Linked DNA regions of Oryctolagus cuniculus: region 2 is linked to region 1. A link is a contact called in public Hi-C data. All regions are on one chromosome and are shown on one strand. The core of a region is the stretch at or near the end of the contact, and the rest is flanking DNA. Distances in the headings are between cores, read along the strand shown.

What was found. Hi-C and Micro-C count contacts between places; a contact is called where the count stands out from the background.
Region 2: a contact with region 1 is called in a Hi-C map of an unstated tissue, with 3 times the contacts expected there. The contact joins two enhancer-like sites. A contact is called at or near these places in 3 of 6 Hi-C or Micro-C datasets (ear pinna, skin fibroblasts and an unstated tissue).

Annotation. Positions count from the first base shown.
Region 1 is chr4:89,630,941-89,635,390 of mOryCun1.1, forward strand. It overlaps P3H2 (prolyl 3-hydroxylase 2), which reads left to right. Exons shown (of 15, transcript XM_002716510.5): 15 at 1-1,045. The coding sequence ends at 93. All of the region lies in intron 1 of LOC127482915 (a long non-coding RNA gene), which reads right to left. Among named protein-coding and RNA genes, the nearest start is that of P3H2, 170 kb to the left of the region's middle. Within about 2 kb of position 1,956, at least 2 of the 8 cell types and tissues checked have an H3K27ac peak or open chromatin away from gene starts, as enhancers often do. A contact at or near this core is called in ear pinna, where this site is marked.
Region 2 is chr4:90,346,631-90,351,080 of mOryCun1.1, forward strand. All of the region lies in intron 4 of TPRG1 (tumor protein p63 regulated 1), which reads right to left. Among named protein-coding and RNA genes, the nearest start is that of TPRG1, 110 kb to the right of the region's middle. Within about 2 kb of position 2,476, at least 1 of the 8 cell types and tissues checked has an H3K27ac peak or open chromatin away from gene starts, as enhancers often do. A contact at or near this core is called in ear pinna, where this site is marked.

The DNA of each region.
Region 1 (4,450 bases), core at 706-3,205:
GAGCGAATACAGGCTGATGAAGTGATTGCAATCCTGGATCAAGAACAGCAAGGGAATCATGAACTGAATATCAACCCCAAAGATGAGCTATAAAAATCAGAAAGAATGTTCTATCAAATATTTATTTAAATTGTTAATCTTATAAGAACCTTTTTATTTTTGTACAGAGCCATGGTATAAATTAATAGGTTAATATGAGTCACTAAATCTCCCTTCTGTTCTTAGGGATGGTTGCTTTGCCTCGCTCAGTCTGTCCTGGTTTTTCATCAATTCATCTCTCCAAGCCCAGTCACCCCATTCCCAGAACACACACACACACACACACACACACACACACACACACTTTCTTCATTTGCTGCAGATCTAAAAAAGCTCAACTAGAGAAAGGAAGGTCATTCTTGGAGACACTGCAACACTTCTGCTTGTTCCCAGTCTGAGGTCAGCATGTGATTCCGTCTGGAGGCCTTTCTGTTTCTGTGCGTTTCAGTGCCTCCTGTCCGTGAGCCTCATCTTCCCAGAGTCGGCTCAGCTTTGGGTGTGAGGAGCCCCTGGTGGAGTCCATACCCTAGCAGGTGTTAGAAACACATCGGTTCACCCAGGCTCTAGAAAGGAACCTCTCTGGTGAGGACTGTACGGGACCGAGGGGCCCCCAGTTCCTCCCGGGCCTCGGTGGACTGTTGGGGATTCGAATCCCCTTTCACCGGAAGATTGGTGCACCCCCAACAGTGATCTGGGAAGGACCTGCTCTGTGAGTTGTTTCTTTAAACCGGTTGGTCATGTAGGGGTTGAAGTAGCATGTTCTTTCACCCCAGTGGCTTTGCAAGAAAACCCTTGAATTGCCAAGATCATGGCACTGCTGCCAGGTTGCCTGTGAGTGGTGTCCAGTGATGAACAGGGATGTTTTGGATTTAAATAATAAAAATGGATTTCTGGTGCCTATCTTCATTTGCATATAGTTTGGCAACCCTTGCTCATTGCTGCTCTCCAGCACACAGGTTCGTGCTTGTGTCTGATTTGTGTAATAAAAGGGAGGCTTATTTTAAAACTTGGTGTTCATTTTTCTGCTCCTCAGTGTTTGCTTTGTCTTTGGGTGATGATTTGTGTGATTCCACTGGAGCCTTTGGGACAACCTGGGAGCAACACTGGCCCGTGGCTGGTTCCGCTGGCAGGCACTTGGGGTCCGAGGGAGGTAGGGGCACTGCTTTGGAGGAAGCAGATGTGGTCAGCAAGGAGGGCTGAAAAACCAGAGTGTGTGCTTCTTGCTGTGTATCCTAAGGAGGACTCCGGGAAGACTGTCGCAGGGGCTGGCGTGGGTCTAGCCCAGGGGAGCCCTGGGAGATCCTGCCTCTGTGATGGGCAGTGGTGGAGGTGAGATCTTTCTGCCGCTTGTGATCTCAGTTAGTGGGAAAAACATTCATCTTTTGAAACTGGAAAATTCTGTTGCAGTGATTTATTGTGCCATCTGTTTTCCACCAAACCTTCTGGTGACATTTTCATCATGGGAGAGTGGAAAGAGCATTCAATGATAATCCCAGCCCTATCAAATACGCCCTGCTATGTGACCTGGAGCTACCTTGTTTCTCTTTGTGAGCTTCAGTTTCCTTCTCTGAAAATGACTTACTTGGTGGTCATTGTTCCCAGAAGCCCTTATTCTTGCTGAAAATACAAAACGAAACATATAAAGTTCAAAACCGAAACTAGGTTTAGAAATAGGCGTAATACGAACAACTTCGTTTCTGCTAACATTTCAAGAGTTGTGAATGACTTCGTTGTATGTGTATGTGATTTTAAAACTTTGCACTCAGTCTTACAGCAAGACATTTCTGAGCTTTAAAAAGGTGGATTGCTATTTGTTTGCTCTGCTGTTGTGAAGAGCTTGCTGGCACTCAGACTTGCTGATAGGAGAACCTGGGCAAGGATCTGATTTCTGTTTTCTGGCAACAAGGCATCAACAAGGAAAACAGTCAGAAGCTCCTTGCAGTGCCTGCTTCCTTGGTGCAGTGGGTGCTCTGGGAGACAGATACCGCAGCGCTGATTCTGATATTCAGTCCCACAGAAAGCGGGTGAAAGCCTCAATGGGCGTCGTTGTGTTACTTCCACCTCTTGTGCCATTTGCTGACAATGCAGAGCTGGTCTTCCTGTTCTGCAGGTTAACCATGTTGCTTTACACCTGAGCATCATGTATATACCAAAACATTTACTTTTTAATCTGATTCACATCAAACCATGCACTATTTCATTTAAAAATTTATAGAGTATCATTGGATGACTTTAAAAAATTAAGCTCAGAAATTACAGTCTGTGCTAATTCATCTTTGATAGAAGAATGGTAAAGGCCCAATAGGATTTTTGTAGATCTTAGAGCTGAAAGAGGCCATAGAAATCACCATTCATTTTTATCTTTCTCTGTGTAAGCAAGCTTAGGATCAAAGTTGATCCTATGGCTCCAGAATTGGGGCAGGCAGAAGTAGGGCTACGGCCAGGGCTGTTGAATTGGGTTGTGCATGAATGCTTGGCATGGGTATATGGGGGCTGGGATCCCGGCACTGGGCATCCTCCACCTACAGGAAGGGATGCTTTTCAGTATGTGTTCCAAGATGGTACTTCCACGGCAGTGTGCAGGCCTGGGTCTCTTCAGTAGGGGAGCATTTCTCTGATTCATGCAAAAGTGCTGCATGTACAAGAGCCACTCCATGCTAAACAGCCCTGTCTTTATGTCCAATACTCTTCGTTTGTGTCTCTTGGGGAGCTCCCATTTGTTTCGCTGACTACCTCTTCCTTGTGTCAAAAGCCTGCAGTACGCAGCACTGTTGTTTTCAACTGCTTTTCAAATGTGTCTAACATGGAGCTTATTGATTTGGTAGGGAGTCTGGAAAATATACTGGGCACAGATCATAATGCCCATTTTGCAAATGAAGAAACGGAAAACTTCAAAGTGATTGCCTTCAGCTACTCAGCTCAGAACATCCATATGTAGCTGCATGTTCAGTCTTTTGAGTCAGAGAGGAGAAGAAAACTCCTGGAGCATTTCTCCCTCAGCCATGCACCCAGGCCTATTAAATATAAAAGTATAGAGGCCGGCTCTGTGGCGTAGCAGGTAAAGCCGTCCCATATGGGTGCCAGTTTGAGTCCTGGGTGCTCTACTTCCAATCCAGCTCTCTGCTATGGCCTGGGAAAGCAGTAGAAGATGGCCCAAGTCCTTGGGCCCCTGCACCCGTGTGGGAGACCCGGAAGAATCTCCTGGCTCCTGGCTTTGGATTGGCGCAGCTGCAACCATTGCAGCCAATTGGGGAGTGAACCAGTAGATGGAAGACCTCTCTCCTTCTCTCTGTGTAACTCTGACTTTCAAATAAATAAATAAATCCTTAAAAAGTATAAATTGATGTTAAGAAAAAAGTTTGAGTTTTGAAAAATCAAGAATACCTTTTTTAATAGAAAACTTTTATTTAATAAATATAAATTTTGAAAGTACAACTTTTGGATTATAGCGGTTCTTCCCCCGGTAATCACCCTCCCACCCACAAACCATCCCATCTCCTACGTTTTATTAAAAGATTCCTCTTATTTATTTGAAGGACAGAGTTGCAAAGAAGGAGAGGGAGGGAGAGATAGAGTGAGATCATTTGTCTGCTGGTTCACTGCCCAGATGGTTGCAATGGCCAGGCTGGGCCAGACAGAAGCTAGGAGCCATGAGCTTCTTCCAGATATTCCGTGTGGATGGCAGGGGCCCAAGCCACTGCTTCCCCAGGCACCTTAGTAAGGATCTGGATGGGAAGTGGAGCAGCCAGGACGCAAACCGTCACACATATGGGATGCAGGCATCACAGGGGGTGGCTTTAGCAGCTACACCACAACACCAGCCCCAAGAAAATTCTTTTTCCTCTTTTATTTTCCTGCTAAGTGATGAGAGATGGCTTATTCCCCCTTCTGTCCTCTGAGTAATATTGAATATGGATTGCATAATTCAATGTGACTTAGCTCCATTTTGGGGCTCATAACTTGTGCCCAGTGGTGGTTTCATGAAGTTCACAAAAGGAAAAGAGGATTCTAGTTATGGTAGCATTTTCCTTTCTCTCAAAGGCAGAAAGATTCTTGACCTGGGTTTCTTCTTCAGAAGACAGACACAGGACAGTGGGACAGTTTGGACATGAGAAATGCTTTCTTCATGGCCCTGAATTACTGTTTGACCAGGAAATCTCAGTTTTAATGGAATCTTCATTATTAACGTCTCTGCAACATTTTTGGCACTTACTCAGTTGAGAAGAAGCCATGGAATGAGTCAGTACCATTTAATAATATATACCCATGAATTTTAATTGGAGTACAAATGCTGAATTATTTCACATTAGACAGCCACAGGGAACCAGTCCCTCACTGACGTCAAGACAAGAGGTAATGGAGGCCACCTCACTAGCTCCCTCTGCCAGAGCATTAAATATTCTTAGGTGAC
Region 2 (4,450 bases), core at 1,226-3,725, 720 kb after region 1:
TCTCTCTCTCACTCTTTTTCTCCATCTCTCTCTGTAACTCTTTCAAATAAATAAATATTTTTTAAAAAGGTAAGTATGCTATTTCATAGAGTCAAAGTCTTCAACAAATCATGACAATCTTGTATTGTTAATTTACTTCTATTAATATAAAAGGAACAGTGGAGGGCATGTGGTACACCAGGTTAAGCTGCCCCTTATGATGCTCACACCACAGACTGGAGTGCCAGTTTGAGTCATGGATGCTCTGCTTCCAAACAGGCTTCCGACTAAAGCACCTGGCAAGCAGTAGATAATGGCTCGAATGGTTGGGCCTCTGCCACCCACATGAGAGACTAGGATGGAGTTCTGGGCTCCTAGCTTCAGCCTGGCCCAGCACTGGATGTTGACGATTGACGATTCTCTCTCTCTCTCTTTTCCTTTCTGCTTTTCACAAAAAAAAATTAAATAAATCTTTCCAAAAAACAACAAATATTAAATAGTTTGTTGGCTTTTTGGAAGAAAAATTGAATAAAACTTGAGTCATGTAGCAGGCAGTTCCAGAACTCCGCCAGGAACTGAATGCTATTTTCGCGGATCTGAAAATTATCTCGAGTCAGTCAGATGTGGGATGTTTCATTGCTTTGAAAAAAAAAATAGTAAAAACATGAGGAACAAATAATTGAGGTTTTATACAAAAATGAAAATGAATGGTCAAGGAAACTCTAAGCTTTTAATAATTAATACATAAACTTTCTGACAATTTAAATTATGGGGTAGGTAACTCAGACCCAATACATTAATTCACCATGAGAGTAGGTTGATTTAAAGTTTCCTTTTTAGCTATGCATGGTTTACTCAGTAATAATAACAAAAGAAAACCACAAAATTCCACCTATACAGCATCACTCCCTCTAACCAGCCTCAGCATGCCTGGTTGCAGAGCACTTAAACCCACACACCAAGAGTGTTACTTGGGCTTGGCTGGGGACTTGGATGAGACTTTCACTATTCAGACACAGAAAATATTAATTATCATCAGATCTGTCATTATCTTCCCATCCCCCCTTCCACATCCTCATCTCGCCTATCTGATCCTTTCTCCCTGCAGCCAGCAAAATGAAAAGCAGTGATTTGCTGAGTGGATTGTGGTTTTACTCAAAAAGAAAAAGGGCCAGCTGTGTATGCCTATTTGGAGTAATCAAAACAGGGAGCTGGAAAGGTATTTCTTGAAGTGCCCCAAGGCAGTTTTGTAGAAAAATCCAGAAAATATCAGTTTATTAAAGCAGCTACAAAGGAAAGTCAGAGAATGAAGGAGGGAAATAAGACAGGTGGAGAGAGAGACACACACAGGGAGACAGAGACAGAGGGACAGAGACAGAGAGGACCAGAATGTAACTACAGAGAGACGGGGGAGAAATAGGTGCAATGATAAAAAAGAAGTACAAAACCATGTGTTTAATGCCCTCTCTCCCAATTTCTGTGCCATTTGATCTGCATGTCCAGGCAGATGCAAGTGTTTGTAGAGTGTGTAGAAGCAGCAACCAGAGTTGGCTTGGCTTGCCAAAAGAACAGTCAAACGCCTACAACATATGACTTCAGGAGTGCCTGCATGACCCACTGCCCAAAATAACACCACTCTATCCACTGCTGATGCCTACAATTCCACTGTTCGTGCTTCATATTTGTTGAAAAGTGCTGCAATGCCTTTTGTCATTGCCCTAGCTTAGGAAACTCTTTCAGACTGTTTGCAGCCATTTAAGATCATCCTGGAGGTACCTTTCAAGATCTTTCCTGTGTAGGACCAGCCCTTGACATAGCAGGTAAAGCTGCCGTCTGCAGTGCTGGCTTCCCATATGGGCACTGGTTCAAGTCTTGACTGCTCTACTTCTGATCCAGCTCTCTGCTATGGCCTGGCAAAACAGTTGAAGATGGTCTGAATCCCTGGGCTCCTGCACCCACATGGGAGACCCAAAAGAAGCTCCAGGCTCCTGGCTTCAGATCAGCTCAGCTCCAGCCATTGAGGCCATCCGGGGAGTGAACCAACAGGTGGAAGACCTCTCTTTGCCTCTGCTTCTGCCTCTCTGTAACTCTGCCTTTCAAATAAATAAATATTTTTTAAAAAGATCTTTTCTGTGTGTTGGAAGGACCCTGATGTAACAGAAGAAAATGTGAAGCTAGTAGGTACCTGAGCAAGACAAAATGTCAAACAAGAAAAGTCATTAAGGACAAAATTTACTTATCCAAGTGGCACACAATTCTGGTGAAATCAGGCTTACAATGGACATTTAGTTCGTATTTAGACATTCAGAAAGGTGAGAAAATACCAGTTATATTTTGGTTTTATGGTTATAAAATTATATCTGTCAAATTATTAGGATAACTGCCCCAATATCTTCCCCCCTCCTTCCCTCCCTCCCTTCTCTCCTTCCCTTCTTCCCTCCTTCCCTCCTTCCTTCCTTTCCAATGAACAAGGCAAGATTATTGACGTCAGAAACCTGCTGCAGCAGCCAGCAGGAAGGCTTCAAGAGAGAAAGACCCCAACTGTTTCTATTTAGAATGCAGAAGGGTATAAGTGGTTGTTAGGTAGGCAGTCTACATTGTCTGCAATGTGTGTTATATACATTAGTGTTTATTATAACCCTCTGATTCAGATAGTATCATCCCCATATTACAGGGAGAATCTAAGACTCAGAGAGGTTAATTAATCTGCCTAAGGTATAGAAATAGAAATTGTAGGGTTGGGTTGTACTTAAATCAGACAATCTGCCTGCAAGTCCTGTGTTGTTCCATTATGACAAGCAGCTTCATGGTTATGGAAGGCCTAAATTTCTCACATGCTCCGTTTGTATGAGTTTCCTCTGGTCCTACACACAAAAAGGCTTTATATTCTGGTCTCAACTGTACAGTTTAGAGGAGTGGAAAGATAGAAGAGGATATGGGTAAGAAGGCATAAAGGGGCCGCTGCAGTGGCTCACTTGGCTAATCCTCCACCTGCGGCACCTGCACCCCGGGTTCTAGTCCCAGTTGGGGCACCAGTTCTGTCTTGGTTGCTCCTCTTCCAGTCTAGCTCTCTGCTGTGGCCCAGGAAGAGAGTGGAGGATGGCCCAAGTGCTTGGACCCTGCACCTGCATGAGAGACCAGGAGGAGGCACCTGGCACCTGGCTTTGGATCGGCACAGCGCACCGGCCGTAGCAGCCATTTGGGGGGTGAACCAACAGAAGGAAGACGTTTCTCTCTGTCTCTCTCTCTCTCACTAACTCTGCCTGCCAAAAAAAAAAAAAGGCATAGAGGGAGATATGAATGATCTGATTCCTATTATAATACATGTGTTAAATTAACTGTATCTCTTCTCATTCATGATGCTGATATGTTCAACCAACATTCTCCCCTATACAAGAGGGACGAGGGACACCGTGTTAAATGAGATACAGTTTATCATTTGGAATATCTTCTAGTCTAGTGTGGTAATAGTCCTGTAAATAGCACTTGCTGATATGAGATATATGTTAACAGGAAAATCCCTAATTAGCAAAAGAGAAGGTCTAGGATTACTAGTTCCTCCCATCCAACCAATAGTAATTTATCCAACCATACAGTTAGTGAGAAATAGCTATGGAACCAGTTCATAAATCTTCCAGCTCTGGACCTGTGATCTATTAGAATATTCTAAGTTACTTAGAGACTGCTTCCTCTAATTCTTCTGTCTGTCTAAAGGATTGGATCTAGTTTATCTTTTCATTCATAAACATATTTATTAGAGAGAGAATCATATCTCTGTACTGTTTTACCAAAAGTCATAATCTATAGCATGATAATGAAGTTCTTGACACAATCTGAAGTCATGGTCAGGGAACTCTGTCTCTGTGTAATGAATCAGTTTATGTCATGTCTCCTCTAAACCAGCCATTTGACATGCTTTGCTTTGGTTCTTAAACCTTTCACTACGGTTGTACTATATGGAAAACATTGTACTAGATTATATATATATGTATTATATATATAATTTTATATATGTAGGGTTACAGTGTGTATACACGTACATACACAGGGTTATAGTTTTGTAATTTGTGTATACACACACACACACACATACACATATACATACAATCATTACAGTTACCCTTGAAATAGGTTATATTATGCTAATTTTCCACATGAGGGAAGTATCAGGTAAAATGAATATCTTGTATAAGTTAACAAGAATTCACCTCAAATAGAAAGGTGTCATTTGAATGTGGTTCCCTCTAACCCCAATGGCAAGACATTTAACCACTAGATTAGATTTGCCTCTTTCTGTACCCTGATTGCGTCACAAAATATGTCAAAGAACATTTGTGAGGAGGTACCTTTCTCTGAAGGGAGGAGAGAAATTCCACTTTTACTATGACCTTGTCTAAATATGATCAGAGTCAGTGAACTCAAAAGGCTTCCATAGCCTTGGAAACTCATGACTGGTGCATAGGGAGATTAC